2 separate regions of the Hordeum vulgare genome follow, and region 2 is linked to region 1. A link is a contact called in public Hi-C data. All regions are on one chromosome and are shown on one strand. The core of a region is the stretch at or near the end of the contact, and the rest is flanking DNA. Distances in the headings are between cores, read along the strand shown.

Region 1 (5,460 bases), core at 890-3,389:
TTCCGGATGGGTGGGCATGGCAATGCCTTCGATCCCGATGAGACCCAGAGTCAGGATGGCCGCGACCAATATGTTGCCGATGAAGACTTTGAGGCCTTCTTTATGTTTCCATATCCAATTGTTGTTGGTCGTGTAGGCATTTCAATCTTTGGAAGCATTCAAGGCCCATCACAATGACAAGTCATTCACTCTTATGCATTGTTGGAGGATCATCAACAATTGCCCTAAGTTCAAAGATCAATACCACGAACTTCAAAGGAAGAGAAGCAAGAAGACGGCCTGTTGACCAGAGGTGGAGATGGTGAGGCATTGAAGATGTCGAAGGGCAAGACCAACTCCGGGATGGACGACAAGCATGATGCGGCATCCTTTGCCTTGCATGAGACTTTGCACGACATGATGTCTCAAAAGGAAGTGAGTGATGAGAAAAAGCGACAAGGCAAGGAGGAGCAAATGAAGCAATACCTGGAGCTTGGAGGAGGCGTCCAAGAAGAGGAAGATGGATATGGAGAAGGCGTCCCGACAGAGGCAGCTCGACATCAAGGCCACCAATGCTGCAACCAAAGCAAAGGAGGTGGTGCTGGCGATCATGAGCGTCGACTTGAGCAAGATGAGCGAGAAGACGAGGAGCTAGTTCGAGGCCCGACAGAAGAAGATGTTCGGCGTCGACGACCTGAACTAGGTGGTCTGTTCGGCCGTGGTTGTTCTTTTTGGAGGCTGGCCTGGGTGCGGGTCGGTGGTTGTATGCCGGCGACAAACCTATTCATTTAGGATGCTGGTTGTGTTGCCGACCACTAGTTGTGCTGCCGGCGACAAAACTATTCATTTTGGAGGCTAGGTGTGCTGTCGGTTGCTGGCTGTGTTGCCGGTGAGGTTGTGTAGGCTGGATGCGTTGCCGACGTGAACTAGGACCGTTGGCATGAACTACGGGCCATGGTTATTCGAATATTTGCGTTTGAAAAAGGAGGCGGACAGGATGCGGCCAAAAGATGCGCCGCGTGTTGGACGCACGGTCACCGCATCCCAGAAAAGACCCGAACACGATCCCATCTCCCCATCCCAAACGGACAGAAACCGAGTCAAATGGACGTCCGTTTGGGATCGTTTGTTGGAGTTGGCCTCACGTACCAGGTGCCAACAACCATAGTGTAGAATTTGTCTCCACCATGATTTTGGTGATACATGGAGGGGTAAAATACCAAAACTGACAAACGAGGGGCCTTGTCAATCCCAAGCAAACTTTGGCAAATGACACAAGGTCTTTTATTTCTTTTCATATATTTTTTCGGTACAACCCCTAAATACATTAACTGATGAAATCTTTTCATACCCCTTCATTATAAAGGGCATGATAGCCTTTTGAGAAAGTATACGCCTCCCCAGACCTCAAGGTATCCTACAAGTTATGTTAACCAACCAGGACAGCTTACTTATTTTGACCATTTAATTCCTTTTTCTCTTCTTATATATTCTTATATGGAAAATATAATTTATAAAATCCCAGGCTTTTGTTCTATTTTATTCCTTTTTTGTTTTCTTTTTTATTTTGCTTTCCTTTTTTAATTTTTCACATGCGTGAACTGTTTAAAATAAATTAAAATAAATTCATAATTATTTTTCTCAAATTTGTGAATATTTTTCAATTTCCTGAACTGCAACTTTTACAGTGAAGTATTTTTTTAATCTGCGAAAATTTTGTATAGGTACACAAATTTAAGAAAAAGTTCCAAATAGGTAGATTTATTCTTTATGAAATCTGTGAGATTTTTACAAAACCGTCACGAACATGGAGGTTAACTGCTTACAAAATCTGTGAACATTTGGGCCGGACCAATATGCGGGCAGCGAGTGCTTCAGCTAGTTGGGCCAACGCCTAATATATTTTTTCTGTTTATTCTTCTATTTTTTTTAGGATACAAGTATGCATGTTCGGACTTTTTAATTATTACTAGGGCAAAATGATTTGTATTTATTCAATTTTAGTTCCACCAACGCCCATTAAAAACAGCAACACGTCCATAGCACACATTTAATTTAATTTAATTCTAAAAAAATCCATGGCCCAGACGTTATTGACTCGCACCCTACTTCTGGCGGGTCTATCCATTCTTTGGGGATGTCCTATACGCCGCATTCTGCGGCAGATCTACCAGCCTTCGCACGGGGTAACCTTCATCTGGGCCAGCCCACGTAAGAGCAAACAGTAGCGTAAAAAGCACCGCAAAAATGAGGCACACTATATCTATTTTTAATTCATGATCTACCTGTAATAATGCATCTACCTGTAATCTCTATTTTCAAATACCGAAACATTTTTTTTCAAATTGCGTAACATTTTCAGAAAAACCGAAACATTTTTATAAAAAATCCGGAACAATTTTCAAATTCTGAATCATTTTACCAAAATCTGGAACATTTTTTCAAATAGCAAAACATTGTTTCAAATTTCAGAACATTATTTTTTGAAATCCAAACATTTTTATAAACTTTCGGAACATTTTTTCATATTCCGGAATACTTTTTCAAATCCCGGAACATTTGTTCAAATTATAGAACATTTTTCAAAACTACGGAACATTTTTGAAATTCTGGGATTTTTTTTCAAATTCCAGAACATTTTTCTGAAAATCCAAACATTTTTATAAAAATACTAGAACATTTATTTTTAAATTCCAAACATTTTTTCAAATTCCGAAATATTTTTTCAAATTTCAAAACATTTTTGAAACAGAAGCAGAAAAAAAAGAAACAAAAAAAGAATAAAGGAAAAAAAAAGAAAAACCGGTTCAAGGAATCTTCTAGAAAGTTCCCAAAACCAGAAAAAAACCAGCTGAGAAAGTCTAGAAGGTTTCCAAAACCGGCATCCTCGCAACTGTTAGTGGGCCGACCCAGATCATCCTCGTTCGCTTTTCTTCCGACAGTTTGACGTAAAGAGCGTCAAATAGGATATTCCTATTGTTTGGTCGATCTCAGCCAGCCCCTCTCAGTCGGTTTAATAAGAAAACTTCATGTACCATGTGCTCGCCTAAGCTTCCCACACAAAAGAAGTGCTCACCTAAGAGCATGGTTAATAGTATAGTCAACTGCTGGTTATAAGCAGTCTTATAGCCCATCTTATAGCTAGCTTGTATAATAGTTAGCTATAAAAGAATACTACTTTTATCATATATGGTTCATCTTTCGTTCTCTCAAAGCATCTAGGAGCACGTGCTAGAGCTGGCTCTTCGCAAAGAGCCGATTCCCTTCTCTCTCATCTAACTCAGCAAAAATATAGTATTTTAATCATTACAGCCTGCTGATTGTACCTTATTGTACTTGCTCTAAGCAAGGTGGTAGTAAACAATTTATCCCAGGTACCGGCAATCCCTGCACATGCAGCAGGCATATTTTTTTAGAAGAATGCAGCAGTCAGATCACTAGTGGATGTATGCAAGTTACGGCACGTCCGGTCATTTATTTATTTCTGAACACCTGTCTCATCATTTATGGTCCATTTTACCAAAAAAACTCCAAAAATATAAAACTTCTACAAAACCTAAGAAACATGGTTAGGTGTCTTTAATTGGTCTTACATAGCCATGGGAAAAAATTGGAGTCATTTCAAGGACGTAAAAAAACATACTCTTAAACGGAACCTTTTTGGCCTACCCAGACTAACGTAAATGACCCGAACCTTTTCCACCAGGTGGGAATGCCCATGGTTGGCGTCTATGCCATGTTTGAACGACTTCCGACACCGCATGTAAGTTGCGACACGTCCCACCATTTATCGACTTGTTTTGGTCAGAAACTCCAGAAAGTGCAAAATTTGTCGAAAATTCAAGAAACTTGGCATGGTGCTTGAATTGGTCATATAAAGTCATGAAAAATAATTAGGGCTGTTAGATGCATATAAGAAAACATGCTCACGAACTGAGCCTTCTGGCCTGCCCGTACATCCTACATTGAAAACGGTGTTGCTTAGTATGTCCTTATAATGACCCTAACATTTGTCACAAGGTGGAAATTCACATGGTAGGCATCAATGATAAGTTTGAACGACTTCTCATACAGTATGCACGTTGCGACACATCCGCTATTTATAGCGCTTTTGTAATCGTGAAAACTTGTCGAGAATCCAAACAACTTGGCATATGCCTTTATTTGGTCATACAAGGCCATGAAAGAAACTGGGTCATTTCAAGGTTGTCGAAAAACACCGTGCTCTTAGTCGAAATCTTTTGACCTACCTGGACACCTCTATTGAAAATGATGTATTTTTGGACATTTTTTAAATGATCCCAACTTTTGCAAGCAGGTGACCATCCCATTGTAGGTATACATTTCAAGTTTGAACTATTTAAACATGTGTCTAAAATTATTATTTTAAGTCATTAACATAACTAATAAATATAAAGGGATAAAACTGCAAAGAGAAAATGCTTTGGTTTAAAATCATTAATAAATATTTGAATGAAAAAAATTAAAATCATAATTTCAAATACTTACTCAAAACTGTTATTTTGGTACCGCGAACAATATGTCAAATATTTAAACATGTTTCAAAAAGAATAATAAATTTCAAAAAGAAGAAAAATGAATTAATGAAAAAGTAGAAGAAAAAAATGCGAAAACCCACTTAGGCCTTTGAAATAAGTTTGTAAATGTTGAAAAGAGATTGTGAATTTGAAAAAACTTCACGAATTTAAGAAAAAGATCACGATTCAAAAAATTCGATAATTTTACAAAAGAAATTAACAGTTAAGAAATAAAGAATAAGAAAGACAAAAAAAGAAGAAAAAAAATCTATTATATAAGAAATTTATTTTTTGAAGAATATGGATCATGCAATTATTTTATTTTCATGTGCATAGAATATTGTTTCTGATCTATAATAAAAATGTATACCAAAATATACAATGTGTATGGAACAAAGTAGACATGACAAATTTAAGTTTTCTAAAATGTTAATTATGTTTTTGGAAAATGTCAAACATGTATATAAAAAATGTTTCTGATATATAAAAATGTGTAAAATATGTATTAAAAAGTAGATATCAAAACTAAATATGTTTTGAAAAATGTTAACCATGAAAATGGAAAAACATTAAACGTGTATATAGAAAATGTTTTTGATGTATAAAAAATGTACAATGTTGCTGATGCAAGCTTTTCATAGACCAATGGCTTAACTTTGATTTCCATATTGTTTCAAATTGTTTTTGTAATAATGTTTTTAAGAATTAGCAAATATGCCCGTGCATTGCAACATAGAACATTTGGTATGCATACTCTTGCAAATTGCTTGCTTTCGATGAAGCTGTGTTGTTTACAAACAAATTAAAACTTCACTTGGATTACAAATGCAAACAAATATATCAACAAGACAAAAATAATACGCTTATGCATATGCTTTCATTAATAAAATAAAACGTACTTTGTATTTCATCATAATGCAAGTATGGACATCATCGAGGAGGA
Region 2 (5,460 bases), core at 1,564-4,063, 320 kb before region 1:
ATAAGTCTATACTCGTAATATCTATTCTTTTGTTTATCTGCGTGAAATTTGTCACCGTACTTGCCCCTGTAGGTTGTAGCCCTTCGTCCTCCTCCTTCTCCTCTCTCCAGGCTAGTGTGTCGCCGAGCTAGAGCTAAGAAGCTTTCATAACTTGAACCATCGGTCATAGCTGAGAAGCTCGTCCAAAGTAAGAAACAAATAGGACCTCTAAGCCGCAAATCTCGTCTCAGTCAAGTAACTCCACTTTGAGTTGAGAAGATTGGGTCGCCGAGTGGATCTAGTCGGGTGGAGTAGCATGGACCGGTTTGAGATGGAGAAGTTCGTTGGGGGAAAACTGACAAAGTGGCACGCCACACGGACAAAAATTAGGCAACCATTTTGTTAAAAAGGCATATTGATGAAACTATGTGGTAACTGGTGTCAAATTAAAAAGTAAGAGTAAAAGGCTCGAATTTCACTCTTTTAAAAAAAAATCATGAAGCAAATGTTTCAAGTAAATTATTTATCCATATTTTATATATTTGATAAACTATTACTTGAGTAGCGTCAATATGACGTAGTTAACTTTCAAGTTAGCCATTTTCCTTCCAGCTACCATTAAAGCATGTGATTAGCTTTGAGTGAGTGATTACACCACTCTATGTAAAAACCTTCAATGCTAAAAAACGTAGAAGATTTTTATTTTATTTTTTATCAAAGCACTCAAGGTATTTCAAGAGGGCTCCTCATTGGCGCCTTAAACGCCATGAAGACTACTCGCGCTCAAGCGTCCCCTAGTTGGTCGAGGGTCATATCTTGCTCGACAACTGTAGTTTGCTTCACTCTCGTACGATGCTACTCCTTCAATCCATATCTCGTGAGCAGGTGTTGTGAAAAAGTTTAAGAATTCAAAAAAAAATGTTTCTAAATTCAGAATTAATTAATTTGAAAAATTCAAGTATTGATAGAATGTTGAAAATTTTGAAAATTTTCACAATTTTTTTAGAATACTAATTTATAAATCTTTCATGAATGCGGAGAAATTTTAAAAATTCGAAAATAGTTCATGAATTTGAAAAAGTTCACGATTTTATTCAAAAAGTAATATTTTCTAAAAAACACTAAAAAGTTTGCAGAGGTGAAAAAAGGTTCATAATTTTTTTTAATCAAAAAATTTAATAAAAACTAAAAATTTCATGAAATTTGGGAAAAAACTCTAAGAAAAGTTACAATAATTTAAAAAGTTTGCATATTTGAAAAAATTCGTGAAATTTGATAATAAAAATTTCACGAAGATGAAAAAAAATCACAAATTGATAAACGTTTCTTGGTAAATATTTTTTGAATTTCTCAAAAATCCATGCTTTCAAAAAAAAGATAAAACCGAGCAAAACCTTCCAGAATCATAAACCAGAAAAAGGCCCAACCAGAAGTTTACAGATGCTTCCCAAAACTAGGTTCGGAAGCTTCCAGAATCTTCAGCAAGCTCACACAAATTTCCTTGCTTCTCGGCTTACATTGGCCGGCCTGTTCGGATCGAGGGTGTCCGCCGGTTTATTAAAATACATAAACCAGCAGTTAAGGCCCCATAAGATCCGGCGCATGTCAGACACTTCAAAAGTGTGTAACACACCATCTTCTGACTAAGAGCAAGTACAATAAAATGAATCAGCTGACTATAAGGAATAAAGTAGTATATTTTTGCTTAGTTGGAGGAGAGAGAAGGTAAGCGGGCTCTTAGTTAAGAGCCAGCTCTAGCACGTGCTCCTAGGCACTTTGTGAGAATGAAATGTGGGCTATATAATAAATAAGTAGTATGCTCTTCTAACCAACTATTGTACATGTTAGCTATAAGATGGGCTATAGGTGACATGTCATTAGCTTACAGCCGACAGCCGACTCTACTATTGTACTTGCTCTAAGGCTAGTTTCGTTGCAGCTGTAGCCCATACAAATGGGGCCTAAAGCTGAGTAGGGTCAGACAAATGAGACCCTAGACCTAAACCCAGTGAACTTACCTCGTGAAGGTCCCAATTGGGAAGCTCCTATGCAGCGATGGAGGCATCCGCTAACGATGCGGCGCCTGTAGCATCGCTGGGATGGACCGGCCCACTAGCATGCTGCCTAATTGTTATTTTTTATCTTTTTTTGCTGTTGATCCAGTAGAAAACACGTCAACTTTTTATATTTGTTACAAAAATAAAAATATGAAATAATAAAAGGTTTAAAAATTTAAAGAAAAAGGTTCACCCATTTGAAAAAATAAGTACATATCTTTAAAAAAGGATAATCCATTTTGAAAAAAAGTTCACCAATTTGAAGAAGTTCACTGAAATTGAAAAAAAAGTGCATCCAATTTGGAAAAAGTTTATTAAACATTTAAATTTTCATTAAATTTGAAAAATGTCCATTGAAATTCAAAAATGTTCATGTATTTTTAGAAAACTTCATAAATCTTAAGAAAGTTCATCAATTTTTATTTAAATCATCCATTATCAAAAAGATATTTATCAAATATCAAAAAACTTCATAGATATTTAATACCTTAGAAAAGGTTCATCAATTTTCAGAGAAAAGATCATCAATCTTAAAAAATATTTGTTGAAATTTAAAAAAAACCAACTGGTGCCTAGATGGGTCGGCCAATTAACGAACGCCTGGACGCCAGTTAACAAAAATATACGTTAACTGACGCCTATGACGCCAACCAACTAGGGGGACTCAGGTGACCCCTTGACCTCGAGTGAGATTGGCCGGCCCATTTACATTTGTGCTGTTAAATTAAAGAAGAACAGGGAAATGAGAGAAATAGAGATCGATCCCGGACCTCCTATTCGATGCATTCTGCGTTCAATAGTTCAGGGACGAAGCGACAGGGCCGTCGCCGCTAGCGATGCGACTGGGCTGGCCAGTTAATCAGCTCAGTTTTTTTTCTTTTTAGGTAGTTATTTTCCGATTTGTTTTTCATTGTTTTTCCCTTATTCTTTATTTTATTTTATGATTCTCTTTTGCTTTTCTCCAAAATATTACCGTTTTGATTTTTTTGAATTTCTCAAACTTAAAAGCTTTAGTATTTACGAATGAAATTAATAAATGGAAATCTTTTTGAATTTCTGAAGAATTGAAAAGAACAGAAATAAATTTGAAAACAGGAGCATTTTAGAAAATTAGAACAACTTTGTTTAGAAAATAAGATTTTTTGAAAATTTTAAACTAGGAGATGTTTTTCAACTTATGTACACTTTTTGAAACACAAACATTTTTTGAATCTGTGAACTTATTTTGAAAGAGCACACATTTCTGAAAAGGAAGAATTTTTTTAAAATTCTCGAACATTTTCAAATCATGAACATTTTTAGAATTGGCTAACCAAATTTGAGCATGTTTTCAATTCGTGAACAAATTTCAAAAAAGAATCATTTTTTGTAAAACAAGAACATTTTGTATAAACATGTAAAAACAACAACATCTTTTGAAATTTGTGACCAATTTATGAAAAAAGGAACTTTTTATGAAATTCGCAAACAATTTTTGAAGCGGCAACATTTATTCAACTTATGTACACCTTTTTAATCATGAACACTTTATAACTTATGTACATTTTTTGAAAAGGCAACCACTTTTATAAAACGAAGTACATTTTCTGAAATTTTCGAGCATTTTCAAATCATGAACATTTTTAGAATTGGTGAACAAAATTTCATTTGTCAACAAATTTGAGAAAAAGAAAAACATTTTTTTCAAAAAAGGAATTTCTCGAAAAATCATGTAGTTTTTTTGCATACGAGAACAATTTTTGAAACACAAACATTTTTCAAAAAAATAACACATTTTGAAAGCAATTACATTATTTTTTCAATTCCTGATTTTTTAAGCACGAACATTTAAATGTAAATTGTGACCAAAATTTTGAACCCGAGAACAATTTTTATTAGAATAAAATTATAAAATGTCAAACAAAAAAAAGGAAAAATAAAAAGAAGAAAAGGTAATAAAAAGTTAAAACGAAGACATTAACATTTTGTTTTTTAAGAAGAACATTAAAAAAAGCGAACATTTTTTGAAAATATGAAACGTGTTTTAAAATCTCAATCATTTTTTGAAGTTGTGATTTTTTTAAAACGGAAACTATTTGAAATTTTGAACATTTTTTCCAAAAGCAAATATTTTTTTTCTGAATTTCTAGAACAATTTTCAAACATGAACATTGTTTAACAAATAAAATAATCCTAAAAAAGAAAAGAAAGAAACTGAAACAGAAAAAATATAAAATATAAAATGATTCAGGTAACCTCTAGAAGGTTCCCAAAACCGGTGGCAAACAAACTGAGCCGGGCTAAGTCTTCTCGAGGGGTGCGCGTAGCCCCGATTTTTTGACGCAATATGCGTCAAATAGAGGTTTTCCGATCGATCCCTCTTGTCGTGGGAGATCGCCAACGGTGCTAGACACTCTGCTCGTGTCATATTCATGGCAAGTAGTAGGGGCGCATCCCATTAGAGATTTTTAAAATAGTACATTTTTGTTAAATTTGAAAAATATTATGATGATAACATATTTTTGAAAAATAGTACAACATCGGTCTAGTCAAAGGTGACTCGCTCGAGCCGGATTCGCCGTAGCTAGTCCGTGTCGGTTTTGATTAGATCGATAGGCCACTCAGGTGCCCAATGAAGCTCCAGACGGCTTAGGATCATTTAGTATTAATTGACTTAGCCGTGACCAATTAATTGTGCATGCATTCATATATTTTTTGTAAGTATGATTTTTTGATGACTAGAATAACAAAATAGCCTGCCATCATTTTCCATTTGTAACTTCGCGTCATAGTTTCCCGCTTCTTAGTTCCTTCTGATATCTTCCGTCATAATTTCTTGCTTCCGACTTCCCGTCGTAATTTCCCGCTTCTTAGTTCCCGCCAATGTCCCCCGCCATAGTTTCGGTCTTGTGAGTTCCCACCTATTCTTCTCTTCTAAACCTATAAAAAACCCTCCACGCTCCGGTAGGTAAGCAGTCGAGTGTAGTAGCGTAGTTTCGTCAAGATGTCCCATTATTCTTTTGATCGTAGTTTTATCTCTCGTATGTCCCAATCTCTTCTGCGTTTAGCAATCAATTTCAAGATAGATGATATAATAGTTTCATGGAACAAACTCATCAGTAATGACACCCTACTGATAACCTGCTGCTGCGCCATTTCCGCGACAAACACATGGAAGATGATCTTCAATTTCGTCATCGAATAACCACGATCTCTTGTGCATAGCTTAGAAATATCGCCGAGGTATCTGACATGTACGACTATTAGACCACCGCAGTGTACGTGTTGAACTACTCGTATAATGTCGTGTAGGATCACCTAGTCTGATCACTAGCATAGCGTCTCTACCCAAAATATAAGTGTGTTTCAGCCATAGTGTATGCAAAGAAGGTGCATTAAATTATATCACAAGACATACCTTGCGACGTGTCCAACACATATCAAA

What was found. A called contact is a pair of places that touch in the nucleus more often than the background predicts.
Region 2: a contact with region 1 is called in a Hi-C map of seedling, with 3 times the contacts expected there. The contact joins two enhancer-like sites. A contact is called at or near these places in 2 of 6 Hi-C or Micro-C datasets (leaf and seedling).

Annotation. Positions count from the first base shown.
Region 1 is chr4H:39,871,565-39,877,024 of MorexV3_pseudomolecules_assembly, reverse strand. No RefSeq gene overlaps it. Among protein-coding and RNA genes, the nearest start is that of LOC123447779, 210 kb to the left of the region's middle. Within about 2 kb of position 2,139, at least 3 of the 3 cell types and tissues checked have open chromatin away from gene starts, as enhancers often do. A contact at or near this core is called in leaf and seedling, where this site is marked.
Region 2 is chr4H:40,195,889-40,201,348 of MorexV3_pseudomolecules_assembly, reverse strand. No RefSeq gene overlaps it. Among protein-coding and RNA genes, the nearest start is that of LOC123447781, 22 kb to the left of the region's middle. Within about 2 kb of position 2,813, at least 3 of the 3 cell types and tissues checked have open chromatin away from gene starts, as enhancers often do. A contact at or near this core is called in leaf and seedling, where this site is marked.